Regions from separate parts of the Ovis aries genome. Here region 2 is linked to region 1. Evidence: chromatin contacts called from public Hi-C data. All regions are on one chromosome and are shown on one strand. The core of a region is the stretch at or near the end of the contact, and the rest is flanking DNA. Distances in the headings are between cores, read along the strand shown.

Evidence for each region. Hi-C and Micro-C count contacts between places; a contact is called where the count stands out from the background.
Region 2: a contact with region 1 is called in a Hi-C map of liver, with 2.6 times the contacts expected there. The contact joins the promoter of SLC17A4 here to the promoter of SLC17A2 in region 1. A contact is called at or near these places in 2 of 16 Hi-C or Micro-C datasets (liver and mixed tissues).

Annotation. Positions count from the first base shown.
Region 1 is chr20:30,935,524-30,942,981 of ARS-UI_Ramb_v3.0, reverse strand. SLC17A2 (solute carrier family 17 member 2) reads right to left here and starts at 3,637. Exons shown (of 11, transcript XM_060403418.1): 1 at 3,228-3,637. It overlaps LOC132658266 (a long non-coding RNA gene), which reads left to right. Exons shown (of 3, transcript XR_009597645.1): 3 at 5,758-7,458.
Region 2 is chr20:31,095,516-31,102,973 of ARS-UI_Ramb_v3.0, reverse strand. SLC17A4 (solute carrier family 17 member 4) reads left to right here and starts at 3,745. Exons shown (of 13, transcript XM_060403414.1): 1 at 3,745-3,785; 2 at 5,422-5,472. SLC17A1 (solute carrier family 17 member 1) reads right to left here. Exons shown (of 13, transcript XM_060403420.1): 13 at 1-2,764.

The sequences.
Region 1 (7,458 bases), core at 2,388-4,887:
CAGCGTAGTCAAAATACTTTTCTGCTTGCCAAATGTCTCTAAAGTTCTGAGAACGAGATCACTCCTTTTAAGTTTTAAAATTTTCTTTTTCTATTATAAGAGACAAAGTAGATGGCCAGTTGCTAACAAGAGAACATTGGCACCAGGAAATATGTTGGCTTTTGCTCTGTTTTGGAAGGCTTTCCAGTTCTACTGACATCTGGATGACATCAGGAATTCAGTTCAGGACTCAACACTCAGATCCCAGCTGAAGAAACTGGAGTGGCCACCTGATTGACCTGGAGTTTGGACTCTTTTCTGTTTGATCTCTGTTGTTATGTAAGAGTCCAAGACTTGGCTGAAGGCAAGTTTTTAACTGTATGTGCAGCTACAAGTATTTATACTCAAAGTTTTCTCATCAACCACTCCAACCAGTCTTACAAACATAGAACTCTAGAGCTGAAAGAGATTCAAAGAGTCTCTAACCCAAATGTTTGTTTTATTTATTTTTAATAAGAAGACTGATGTATAGAAAGTTTGAAAAATTGCTTCAAGTCACAGAGTTTACTGAGTCAGTACCAGGTCTCCTGATGCCCAGACTGCTGCTTTTTTTATACCTGTTAATACAACTTCCTCTTTATGTTCACATTTTAAGCACAAGTTTATTCATGTCAATGTATGGCAAAACCAATACAGTATTGTAAAGTAAAATAAAAAAATAAAATAAAATAAAATAAAAAAGAAAGTTCACCTAAAAAAAAAAAAATAAAATGCAATAGGGTAGTTTCATTGTAAGGTATTCTAGACAGAACTTTATATAATTTTAAGTTGTTTTTAAAATTGAAATATAGTTGATTTACAATATTATAATAGTTTCAGGTGTATAACATAGAGATTCAGTATTTTTGCAGATTATCCTCCATTCTAGGTTATTACAAGATAATGGCTATAATTCCCTGTGCTCTACAGTATATTCTTCTTGCTTGTCTATGCTTTTAAATTAAGTTTTAATCATTTATTCCAGAAGGAAATTTGCTGATGGAAATACTTTAAGGTTGAGTTTCAAATATTTAAAGAAATAAAGAAGACTACTCTTTCTTGCTTTTTTGGTTAGTGAAATTATAACACAAACCTATGACTTCAGTTGTCCTTCCCTTCCATCTGCTGCCATCCCTACCTTAGCTGTCAGGGTTTCAAATGCTATTCTAAATTTTGCCTCAACAGTTAACTTCTATTGTTAATTTCCCTGCTTCCTAGTATGAGATAAATACAGAAATCAGGCAGACATCCCAAACCATTTTAAACGAGGATCCTTCTGTGACATAGTAATGGAACCTATTTTTCTAAAATAATCACAGAAGCATATAAAAGTATGGGATCTGTGAACTGGCATAACTGATATCACTGAAAGACAGTGGAATGATTTTTAGCCTAATCATAAGCATTGTCAAGGGTGTTCCTACTTACGAGTGACATTTCTAAGAAATAGTGACTCCTACTGTTAAAAGTTGCAAATAGACATAGAAAAATTGAATTAAAATTAAGTTAAAGGAAAATTCTATACTTTAAAAATAACTTCATAACACAAAACAGAGTTGTATCTAGTATAAAATTAGTAATACAGACAGATGATTTAGGCATCAGCAAAAGATAAGATTTTTTCTTCTTTTATTGGTAGTCTAGAACTCACTATTTTGTTATCATTTTGTTTCTATTGCCATTAGATTTCCCTTAATACTGAGCCTGTCTTGCATCATCTCTATTAGCCGAGTCCCCTAGTTTACTCAGAGTAAATGTTACATGTGGTTGAAAGAGCAGGAACCTGCAGTTCAAAGGGTATCCAAGGACCAAGTTTTCCTCTGTCATTCAGTCTTGAGTAAACAAACCAGAGCAGATTTTATAAGATCCCAGAATTTTCACTGTTTCATAGGAAAATGGGGATAATGTTACTTCATTGAACTGTTGAGAATGAAAACAAAACAATGCGACATGCCTTCTCAATGTTAAATATTATACACTGCAAAATGTTATTGATACTAACAACAGGAATAATAGCAGTCACAAGATTGGCACTTGTGCCCTCTCAGATTAGTAAATACAGGTTTATAGTAAATGAAATATCCTTCTATAAAAATGCTTTTGATTGATTGCTAAATTGGTCTTAAATGCTTCCCTTTAGAGCTGGGTTCTTCTGGACTAGAATCTAGAAGGTGGAGGAGGAAGGGATCTGTCTTGCTACAAACATCAGATAACATGCAGAGAAGCAATTTCTCCCATGTTAGTAAAACTGAGACCTCTTTTTATCACTTATTTACCTTTCTGAAAGATTCGCAGTTCGAGAATAAAATTATTTATTTCAGTAGATCCTTTACATCATGCTGTTAATTCATATGTGTGTAATCATGAAGAAAAAAATGTGTACCAAGCACTAATACTGGGTAATCTTAGAAGGCAGGATTATATCAAAATTAAGGTGCAACTGGGGCCCTGCCCACAGGGAACTCAGCTCCACTTGTAAAAGATGACACAGGAGTGCCTGAGCACCTTTCCTCCAAGCAATGACCACAGGCTATGCCTATATGAGTCCATCTATGCTATGGAATTGGGAATTTCCCTGGGCAGGTTGGGAGAGGGCACCTTCCGTGGGTCTTTGCCCCTGGCTTCCCATCATAGCACTGACAGGTACCAACCACAATCTCTGTGGACATCTTTCCTCAGTTACACAATGAAGGCCACAAACCAGGTGATCTCCACAAGTATACAAGTTTTCTTGCCTCAACCTTATTCACAACTTTGTTCATATTCTCCTGTTTCTGAGAGACAATTTCAACTATATACAGAAATCTGAAAAGGCTAATGAGTCACAGTTGCTGCTGCTGCTAAGTCACTTTAGTCATGTCCGACCGACTCTGTGCGATCCCATAGATGGCAGCCCACCAGGCTCCCCTGTCCCTGGGATTCTCCAGGCAAGAATACTGGAATGGGTTGCCATTTCCTTCTCCAATGCATGAAAGTGAAAAGTGAAAGTGAAGTCGCTAAGTCGTTCTGACTCCTAGCAACCCCATGGACTGCAGCCTACCAGGCTCCTCTGTCCATGGTGTTTTCCAGGCAAGAGTACTGGAGTGGGTTGCCATTGTCTTCTCCATGAGTCACAGTCCCCAACCCCAAACCTTGTTAGTTCTGATCCAGTATGTTATTCTGCAGCCGAAGCCTGTCTGACTCATCAAGGTGTTGCAGTAAATACTCACGGAATCCTTGGAGAAGTGACCATTGTCCACAGAGTCCATTGGCACTGGTGGCCTCTCAAGTCTTGCTCTAGGATCTTGATTGAATCGATTGCGTTTTTTTTAGAAAGTCTCTTCTTCATTTTGAAACCAGGAACCATTCCCAGAGGGAGATCCTTATGCTGCTGACAGTGCTCTGACTTCCCCTCAAACTGTTCCCTCGCTTTAACAGATCTCTGATTAGTAATTATCTTCCAACCCAAAAAGAAGAAATGTACTTACCTTCACCATTAAACCAGTATTGTAAGCTCTAGACTATAAGGCTACCTTTAAGAAAGAAGGCATTTTCATCCCTTCTTCCTTTTCAAATAATTCCACAATTTCACAAGGATAAATATGTGTCACATGGCAGACAGACTGAATCAGGTTTAGCCGTACATTCTCAGAGCAGAGAGCCTGAGGTTGGCTTTGCCGCTTAATTTTTAACTTCATTTTCAAGTTCTCACTGATAAAATGAGTATCTCAAAAGATGACACCATGTTTTTCTGCTTTGAACTCTTCAGACAGCCGACAAAGTCAACAAGCCTTTTTTCCTGAAAGGAAGGCAGGATGGCATGGAAGAAAGAGCAGGGCTCCTGGAACTAGAGAGATGAGATTAACCCCTTCTTCACTTCCTAGTGTATTCTGTGGCCTTGGACAAGTAATTTAACTTTTCTGTATTGGTTTCTGCTTTAGTAAAACTTCCCTGGTAGTTCAGTGGCAAAGAATCTGCTTGCTGATGCATGAGACTCAGGTTCGATCCCTGGGTTGGGAAGATCCCCTGGAGAAGGAAATGGCAACCCACTCCAGTAGTCTTGCCTGGGAAATCCTATGGACAGAGGAGCCTGGCAGGCTAGAGTCCAAGGGGTCGCCAAGAGTCAGACATGACTTAGTGACTAAACAACAACAATCTCAGTAAAGCAAGGGTTATAATGTTCAATTCATGGGGTTACTGGGCAAACAAAATTAAATACATATGCTAACCAGTAGTAGGTCCTCACATGGCAACTCACGCCAGTCTTTTTGCCTGGAGAATCCCCATGGATGGACAAGCCTGGAGGGCTACAGTCCATACAGTCACACAGAGTGGACATGAATGAAGTGACTTAGCATGCAGGCATGCAGGCAGTAGGCCCTCAATAAATGAGATATTCTCCCATTAAAGAGTGCTGTAAATCAGCTAGGGGCTTCCCAGGTGGTTCAGTGGAAAATAATCTAACTGCCAATTCAGGAGACACGGGTTCGATCCCTCAGTTGGGTAGATCCCCTGGAGAAGGAAATGGCAACCCACTCCAGTATTATTGCCTGGAGAACTCTAAACAGAGGAGGCTACAGTCCACACAGTTGCAAAGAGTCAGACACAACTGAGCACATACGCACACAAATCAGCTAGGCTTTCCTTAAGCATTTGGTGTCCACAGCTTAATAAATGTGAACTTTGGCTACTCTGACATCTCACTACAAAGTTACCCTGCATCTATCCTTCCTGTTTCTTATCTGTGCTCTTTCTACTCCAGTCTCTGCTTGACTCCTAGTACTTGTACTTGGGTTTTTATTTATTTATTGACCACTAGGCATGTGAGATCTTATTTCCCCAACCAGGGGCCAAACCTGTGCCCCTTACACTGGAAGCATGGAGTCTTAACAACTGGACCATCAGGGAAGTCCCTTCACTTGTGTTTTATTTGAGGTTCTTAAATTTTGGACTGTAGTTGCTACTGGGTATTTCCAGTTAGACTCTCAGCCCTTATAAAATGAGGTGAAGTCCTGCTGTTTCTGCCTTTATTAGCTTCGGACTGCCTTATTGAGTTTACTTGTCCCAGTTAATCTCTCCATACTCCCCCAAGGAGCCAACTGGGGCTAGCACTTTAGCTTAGCTACTTGGTTCCTCTGTATTAGTGTTCTATTGTTGCTGTAGTCAATTACCACAAACTTACTGACTTATTAATTACACAACACAGATTTATTCTTACAATTCTAGAGGTCAGAAGTGCAAAATGGGTTTCACTGGGCCAAAACTCAAGATATCATCAGGGCCACATTCTTCTTGGAGGCTTTAGGGGAGAATCTTTTTTTCTCTTTTTTTTAAACTTTTCTGGCTTTTCATGTCATCTGGCTTCCTTGGCTCATGGCTGCTTCCTCCATCTTTAAAGGCAGCAGCATAACATCTTCAAATCTTTCTACCTCTGACCTCCTACCTCCCTCTTTATAAGGAAATTTGTATCCATAATTATATTGGGCTCACTTGAAAAATACTAGATTATCTTCAGGTCTCAAAACCCTTAATCACATATGCAGAGTCCCCTTTACCACACAAGTTAACATATTCACAGTTTCCAGAGATTAGGATGTGAAAATCTTCAGATGCCATTACTCAGCCTACCACAGTCTACTTTTCAAAAGTATATAAGTAGCTGCTGCCGCCGCTAAGTCACTTCAGTCATGTCCGACTCTGTGCAACCCCATAGACGGAAGCCCGTGAAGAATTAAAACAACAGTACCTTCTTTCCTGCAGTTGAAAAGCATGACCTGGTAGCAGCCCTTGTGGAAAAAGTATTTGAGACTGGATCTGCCAAAAAAGGACTAAATATGGTAAGGAAGGAGTGTTCAACAATGTCCAGTGCCACAGTAAGATTCAAAATTTATTTTTCAAGCTTCATATTTTGTTTAAATTTAATACTATAGTTGGATTTTGAAAGCTCCCTGAAGGAATCTTGTGTATTTTGAGAACTGGTATATCCATAGCTCTTGGTACAGTATCTGGTCTACAGTATATGTTTAATAGACATTAATTGAAAAGCAGAGACATTACTTTGCCAACAAAGGTCTGTCTAGTCAAGGCTATGGTTTTTCCAGTGGTCATGTATGGATGTGAGAGTTGGACTGTGAAGAAAGCTGAGTGCCCAAGAATTGATGCTATTGAGCTGTAGTGTTGGAAAAGGCTCTTGAGAGTCCCTTGGACTGCAAGGAGATCCAACCAGTCCATTCTAAAGGAGATCATCCCTGGGTGTTCTTTGGAAGGAAAGATGCTAAAGCTGAATGAAACTCCAGTACTTTGGCCTCCAGTACTCTGGCCTCCAGTACTCTTCACCTCATGTGAAGAGTTGACTCATTGGAAAAGACTCTGATGCTGGGAGGGATTATGGGGAGGAGGAAAAGGGGATGACAGAGGATGAGATGGCTGGATGGCATCACCAACCTGATGGACATGAGTTTCAGTGAACTCCGGGAGTTGGTGATGGACAGGGAGGCCTGGTGTGCTGCAATTCATGGGGTGGCAAAGAGTTGGACACGACTGAGCGACTGAACTGAACTGAACTGAATTCACTGAACAGATGAATTCTTGAGTCACATTTGCCATTAAAAATCAAGACTTCTGCAGCTGGTTCAAACTCCTTAGCCCCCATCTTGATTTTTACATAACAAAGTGTAAATCAGCTCAGTGAGCACCATAATAAGTACCTACAACTTATTTATAACTATCAAGAGTAGTGTAGCAGAAAATATCAGAATCTTAAAAAGTTAAGTCTCTTCGGTCTGGCATTACCGACTGTTTCTAGTCAGAGAAGTTCAATTCCACACTGTTTTTTGAGAATTTATATGTTCCGGACAGGATGCTAGCTTCCAAGAATATCAATTTGTTTAAGACTTGACCCATGACTCCACAGAGTCTGGCATCCAGAATCAGACTACACACAAAGATAGACAACCAGGATGAAAAGTAATAAAAACCAATACATGCGTCCACAAAGGGCTTCCCTGGTGACTTAGGGAATGCAAGAGACACAGGTTTGATCCCTGACCAGAGAAGATCCTACAGGCCGTGGTACAAATAAGCCCGAGCACAACTACTGAGCCTGTGCTGCAGGGCTGGGAAACCGCAACCACTGAAGCCCATATGCGGAAACTACTGGAACCCTCTTGCTCTAGAGCTCATGCTCCGCAACAAGGGAAGCCACCACAGTAAGCCTGCGCGCCACAACTAGAGAGTAGCCCCCACTCTCTACAACCAGAGAAAACCCAAGCGGCCCCGAAGACCCAGCACAGCCCAAAATAAAAATAAATAAATAAAATTATTTTTTTAGAAAGTGTGCACAAAGCACTAGGAGACAACAAATAAGGACCCCTGTCAACACAAGGGTGTCAGAGGAAGGCCTCCTGGAGGAGGCAGTCTGTGGTTCGTCCTCACGAGTGGTGTGAAAGATCCAGGAATAAT
Region 2 (7,458 bases), core at 2,496-4,995, 160 kb before region 1:
TTCAGTAAATATATTAATATAAAAAGATAAATCTATGGATGTACCACTAGATCTAATTAGGAGAGAAAAACCACAAAGTTATCTGAAATAGGAAACTTTAGTATAAAAAATGAATTCAAGGAACTGGAGTAAGGACTCAGGGACTGGCTAATAGGAAGCAAAAATAACCAAATAGTGGAGGACTAGCAGAGATACGGCTTCCCTGGTAGCTCAGTGGTAAGGAATCTGCCTGCTAATACAGGAGACGTGGGTTTGATCCTTGGGTTGGAAAGATCCCCTCAAGAAGGAAATGCCAACTCATTCCAGTATTCTTGTCTGGGAAACTCCATGGAGAGAGGAGTCTGGCGGACTACTATTCAAGGGGTTGCAAAAGAGTTGGACATGACTTAGCAACTAAACAACAAAACAACAGGAGAGATAAGGGGCAGTTACTACTTGTAGGGTCAAAGGGGAGCACCAAGGACTGAAATCCACACCTTCTGGGAGAGGGCACGTGTGTGGGTCACTGGATTAAAGAGGAGTTGCTGTGGTTCTGCATCACTTGGTGGAAATCTAATCACAACAGATGAAGGCAGCTGAGAAAATAAAGTTTGGAGCTCAGAGGAAAGGCATTAAAGAAAGGAGACTTCATGAGATCACTGGGAATAAGTTCAGTTAGAGAGGACGTTCAAGAACAGAGTTCTGGGTGCACCAACATTAGAGGGTAAGGAAAAAATGCTGATTCAGCAAAAAGGATTCAAGAAAGAGCAACAAATAAGGCATGAGAAAAACCAGACCTAAATGGCATGTGACAAGGGGAAAAAGGAGTGAGTGATGAAAGCTGTCAAGTATTGACAGCTAAGACCTGAGAAGTGATCACTGGATTTGCCAGTATGGAGGTTGGTGATGGCTTTGCCAAGTGCCATCTAGTTGCTAGTGGGCTCAAGAGAGAATATAACTTTCTATGGAGTATAATTTCCCACAGTTTGTTATGCTCCACACAGTCAAAGGCTTTGGTATAGTTAATAAAGCAGAAATAGATGTTTTTCTGGAACTCTCTTGCTTTTTTGATGATCCAACAGATGTCAATTTGATCTCTGGTTCCTCTGCCTTCCCTAAATCCAGCTTGAACATCTGGAATTTCATGGTTCATGTACTGTTGAAGCCTGGCTTGGAGAATGTTGAGCATTACTTTGCTAGAGTGTGAGATAAGTACAATTGTGTGGTAGTTTGAACAATCTTTGGCATTGCCTTTCTTTGGGATTAGAATGATAACTTACCTTTTCGAGTCCTTTGGCCACTGATGAGTTTTCCAGATTTGTCGGCATATTGAGTGCAACACTTTCACAGCATCATCTTTTAGGATTTGAAATAGCTCAACTGGAATTCCATCACCTCCACTAGCTTTGTTCATAGTGATGCTTCTAAGGCCCACTTGACTTCACATTCCAGGATGTCTGGCTCTATGTGAGTAATCACATCACTGTGGTTATCTGGGTCATGAAGATCTTTTTGGTATAGTTCTGTGTATTCTTGCCACCTCTTCTTAATATCTTCTGCTTCTGCTAGGTTCATACAATTTCTGTCCTTTATTGTGCCATCTTTGCGTGAAATGTTCCCTTGGTATCTCTAATTTTCTTGAAGAGATATCTAGTCTTTCCCATTCTATTGTTTTCCTCTATTTCTTTGCGTTGATCACTGAGGAAGGCTTTCTTATCTCTCCTTGCTATTCTTTGGAACTCTGCATTCAAATGGGTATATCTTTCCTTTTCTCCTTTGCCTTTAGCTTTTCTTCTTTTCTCAGCTATTCAGAAGGCCTCCTCAGACCACCATTTTGCCTTTTTTGCATTTCTTTTTCTTGGGGATGGTCTTGATCATCCAAGATGAGCTCCTGTACAATGTTGTGAACCTCTGTCCATAGTTCTTCAGGCACTCTATCAGATCTAATCCCTTGAATCTATTTGTTACTTCCACTGTTGAAAATTTTTAAAGAGAAGGGAATACCAGACCACCTGACCTGCCTCTTGAGAAATCTGTATGTAGGTCAAGAAGCAACAATTATAACTGGACATGGAACAACCGACCAATTCCAAATTGAGAAAGGAGTACGTAAAGCCTGTATATTGTCACCCTGCTTATTTAACTTGTATGCAGATTACATCTTGAGAAATGCTGGACTGGATGAAGCACAAGCTGGAATCAAGGTTGCTGGGAGAAATATCAATAATCTCAGATATGTAGATGACACCACCCTTATGGCAGAAAGTGAAAAAGAACTAAGCCTCTTGATGAAAGTGAGAGAGGAGAGTGAAAAAGCTGGGTTAAAACTCATCATTCAAAAACTAAGATCATGGCATCTGGTCCCATCATTTCATAGCAAATAGACTGGGAAACAATGGAAACAGTGACAGACTTAATTTTGGGGGGCTCCAAAATCACTGCAGATGATGACTGTAGCCATGCAATTAAAAGATGTTTGCTCCTTGGAAGAAAAGCTATGACCAAACTAGACAGCTTATTAAAAAGCAGAGACATTACTTTGCCAACAAAGGTCCATCTAGTCAAGGCTACGGTTTTTCCAGTAGTTATGTATGGATGTGAGAGTTGGACTGTAAAGAAAGCTGAGTGCCAAAGAATTGATGCTTTTGAACTATGGTGTTGGAGAAGACTCTTGAGAGTCCCTTGGACTGCAAGGAGATCCAACCAGTCCATCCTGAAGAGGGTCAGTCCTGGGTGTTCACTGGAAGGACTGATGTTGAAGCTGAAACTCCAATACTTTGGCCACCTGATGCAAAAAAAAAAAAAAAGACTCATGAAAAGACCCTGATACTGGGAGGGATTTGGGGCAGGAGGAAAGGGGACGACAGAGGATGAGATGGTTGGATGGCATCACCGACGTGATGGACATGAATCTGAGTAAACTCTGGGAGTTGATGATGGACAGGGAAGCCTGGCATGCTGCAGTTCATGGGGTCACAAAGAGTTGGACACGACTAAGCGACTGAACTGAACTGATGGAGTATAATCTATAAAATATTGAATTATTATGCTGTACACTTGAAACTAGTATAGTATTGTAAATCAAATAAAGTTCAATTTAAAGAGAGAGAATCAGAGATGAGCAAACAGACAAGCTTGCCTGAGTCTTATGAAATATTTTGTTACAAAAGGGAACAGATTCTTGTTGATGCATGATAGAAAACCAGGAAATTCTGTAAAGCAATTATTCTTCAATTAAAAAATTAAATTAAAAAAAGGGAGAAGAATCACATGGTGTCTATTTTCACAGAAAACTCAGTGGCTTTGTGCAAATAGATATAATCAGAAAACCACAAAAATCATTAAAGTTAACTAAAATATATTAAGTCTCTACTCTGGAGAGCCCAGTTGTATTAAACAGGAGGGTGACAGAGAGAGGACTTAGAAGGGACAAGACATACCCCTTCTCATGAAGAATATAATAACCCTGAGCCACTTCATAAGGCACCAGCGCTTAAACAAGGAGCATGGGCTGTCAGGCTCCTATAAGGAGCATCTATTCCAAGCGGAATATCAGGGATGAGGGTGGTGGCCTCATCTGCGCTTGAAGCATGAGCAGGATTTAATAAGCTCGATCTCCTTGTCAGTGAGACAATGAAAGTAAAGTTAAAATTAAACCATTACGCCAATAAACTTCTCCCCTTTGGTAACACAAGGGCTAAAGGCTTAGGGTAATCATTTATCTCCTAGAGACTACTAGGAAATTTGGGAATGTTTAGAGAAATCAGTTTGAATGGAATGAGGATCCTGTAGTCCACCTCCCTCCGGTGAGCCTTCCATCTTTTGTTCTTTAATATTCTGCTTTTGAGATGATGAGAATGGGTTTTCCCATAGAGAGCTGCTTAGTTTGCTGTTTTGGGGGTGGGGAAGAGACTTTTCCTGAGATAATTCTGAAAAGTGAGAAAGGATGTTACCTTTACCTAAAAGAAACCAGGGTCCCAGAACTCCAGGGAATAAAACTGGGAATAAAATTATCCAAAAGGATGGCTACAGAGACATGGAAGCAAATCAATAATTTAAAATTATATTTTTTAGAGTTAATATCACCCATTTATTGGAATTAGACTAGATAGCCTGTAGTTTAAGATTCCTAAACTGGGCCTGTTTTTATGGGATGCATTAATTTAAAAAAAATCGGTCATGTCTATGGTGAGACAATAAACATAAATTCTGGCAGAGGGAGATTTCTTAGGGGCTAACAGATCAAATAACCAAACAGACTTGACCTTTCCAATTAATTTATGCATGAGGGAAAAGTAAAACAAAATGAAATCCCACAAGGCTTTGGGAAGTAGGTAATGAGTGAAGAGTTTGGGGCAGAGAACTTTAATTTGGGGCCTCTGAATAAGAGCCACGAACTGTTCTTATATACAGGAAATGCTCAGTGCTGAGACCAGACAAAGATAACATTTCTGCTATTAATAGCTCTGCCTGGTACCTTAAGGAAGAGCCTCATTCTACAGTGAACTAATCAATGGCAGAAGACCAGGATATATTTAATGCAAAAGTAATAGACACAGAAACAATCTCGGCCAGAGAAAGTGACAGGAAATTGATACAGGAATGAATGGCCCAAATTTTTTTTGCTAGTTCTTCCTCATTTTCTGTCTCCAAGTAAATAGATAAGGCTGATGACTTTCAAATTTATATTTCTACTTGGGCCCTCTGTCCTGAACTACCAACTCATAGACACACTGCCTATTTGGTAGTCTTCCCTTCTGGATCAAACAGGGAACTCAAACCCAACATGTCCAAAATGAAACTCCTGTTTTTATTCTGGAAACTTGCTCTCCTCTTGCTTATCTCCCTACTGCCACTGAGTGCACAGCACCATTCACTCACTCAAGCCATAATTCTAGAAGTCTCCCCAAAAATCTCCCCTTTTCCTTATCCTCCTATCCACCTCATGAGCAATTCTTCTTGACTCTGGCTCCAAAACAGATCCCCACGACAGCCCAGCCCAGATACCATTAACTCTTGAATAGTAACTATGACAGCCTCTTCTCAAGTCTCTTGGTTCCCAGTCTTGGCCCTTGTAGACCATGTCCCCCCCTATAGCAGCCAAGACAAATCCAGTCCCCTTACCTACCCACAGGACCCCACATGGTGTGTCCTCAACCACCACTTTGATCTCATCTCCCGCCGCTGACCTTCTCACTCACTCTGCCCTGGTCCTGTTGGACAAGCTTGCTTTGTTTCTTTGCCTGGAATGCCCTTGCTCAGAGCTGCCTCTTTCTCACTATTCCCATTTCAGCTTGGATATAACTTCCGCACACAACCAGGTAAAGTAGTTAGATTTGGCAAAGTGACGCTGGTTACTAAGTTGTTGTCAGTACTACTGCCATTATCTTCATGCCAAATGTCATTTTTACTTCTTTTTTTCATTTTGTGCCTCTCCTGGAGACTTTGCAGGAGTCAACAAGGCAGTGGAAACTGGGACAAAGCAGATACAGGGTAAGGGATGCAGGTGTGGACAATATGCTGACATTATTGCTGGTTACCAGAAAAACTAGTGAGCACTTCTGTAACAATAAGTATGGAGAGGGGAAGTTTAATGAAAACTAAGTCCTTCAGTCATAAATGCAAGAGAAAGAGCTAAGGTAGCAAAATATTCCACTTATTGGTTCAACAAATATTTACAGAGTCAATGAACTAGTGGTCAGTGAACTTTCAGGTGCTGGTACATTAGAAGAGTCCTGCTAGGTACTGTCATTATATAATCACTAAGCCATATCTGATTCTTCTGTGACCCCATGGACTGTAGCCAGCCAGGCTCCTCTGTCCATGGGATCTCCCAGGCAGGAGTACTGGAGCGGGTTACCATTTCTTCCTCCAGGAGATCTTCCCAACCCAGGGGTTGAACCTGAGTCTTCTGCACTGGCAGGCGGATTCTTTACCACTGAGCCACCTGGGAAGCTCACGGATAGGTATAACCTTTGGGAAAAAACATTACACTGAATGCTATGTCTTTGAACTAATTGCCCTAAGGGGTAATTCAGTTCAGTTCAGTCGCTCAGTAGTGTCCGAGCCTTTGCGACCCCATGAATTGCAGCACGCCAGGCCTCCCTGTCCATCACCAACTCCCGGAGTTCACTCAGACTCACGACCATCAAGTCAGTGATGTCATCCAGCCATCTCATCCTCTGTCGTTCCCTTCTCCTCCTGCCCCCAATCCTTCCCAGCATCAGAGTCTTTTCCAATGAGTCAACTCTTTGCATGAGGTGGCCATAGTACTGGAGTTTCAGCTTTAGCATCATTCCTTCCAAAAGAAATCCCAGGGCTGATCTCCTTTAGAATGGACTGGTTGGATCTCCTTGCAGTCCAAGGGACTCTCAAGAGTCTTCTCCAACACCACAGTTGAAAAGCATCAATTCTTCAGTGCTCAGCCTTCTTCACAGTCCAACTCTCACATCCATACATGACCACTGGAAAAACCATAGCCTTGACTAGACGGAACTTAGTCGGCAAAGTAATGTCTCTGCTTTTCAATATGCTATCTAGGTTGGTCATAACTTTTCTTCCAAGGAGTAAGCATCTTTTAATTTCATGGCTGCAATCACCATCTGCAGTGATTTTGGAGCCCAAAAAAATAAAGTCTGACATTGTTTCCACTGTTTCCCCATCTATTTCCCATGAAGTGATGGGACTGCATGCCATGATCTTCGTTTTCTGAATGTTGAGCTTTAAGCCAACTTTTTCACTCTCCTCTTTCACTTTCATCAAGAGGCTTTTTAGCTCCTCTTCACTTTCTGCCATAAGGGTGGTGGTATCTGCATATCTGAGGTTATTGATATTTCTCCCGGCAATCTTGATTCCAGCTTGTGTTTCTTCCAGCCCAGTGTTTCTCATGATGTACTCTGCATAGAAGTTAAATAAGCAGGGTGACAATATACAGCCTTGACATACTCCTTTTCCTATTTGGAACCAGTCTGCTGTTCCATGTCCAGTTCTAACTGTTGCTTCCTGACCTGCATACAGGTTTCTCAAGAGGCAGGTCAGGTGGTCTGGTATGCCCATCTCTTTCAGAATTTTCCACAGTTTATTGTGATCCACACAGTCAAAGGCTTTGGCATAGTCAATAAAGCAGAAATAGATGTTTTTCTGGAACTTTCCATGATCCAGCAGATGTTGGCAATTTGATCTCTGGTTCCTCTGCCTTTTCTAAAACCAGCTTGAACATCAGGAAGTTCACGGTTCACGTATTGCTGGAGCCTGGCTTGGAGAATTTTGAGCATTACTCTACTAGCATGTGAGATGAGTGCAATTGTTTGGTAGTTAGAGCATTCTTTGGCATTGCCTTTCTTTGGGATTGGAATGAAAACTGACCTTTTCCAGTCCTGTGGCCACTGCTGAGTTTTCCAAATTTGCTGGCATATTGAGTGCAGCACTTTCACAGCATCATCTTTCAGGATTTGAAATAGTTCAACTGGAATTCCATCA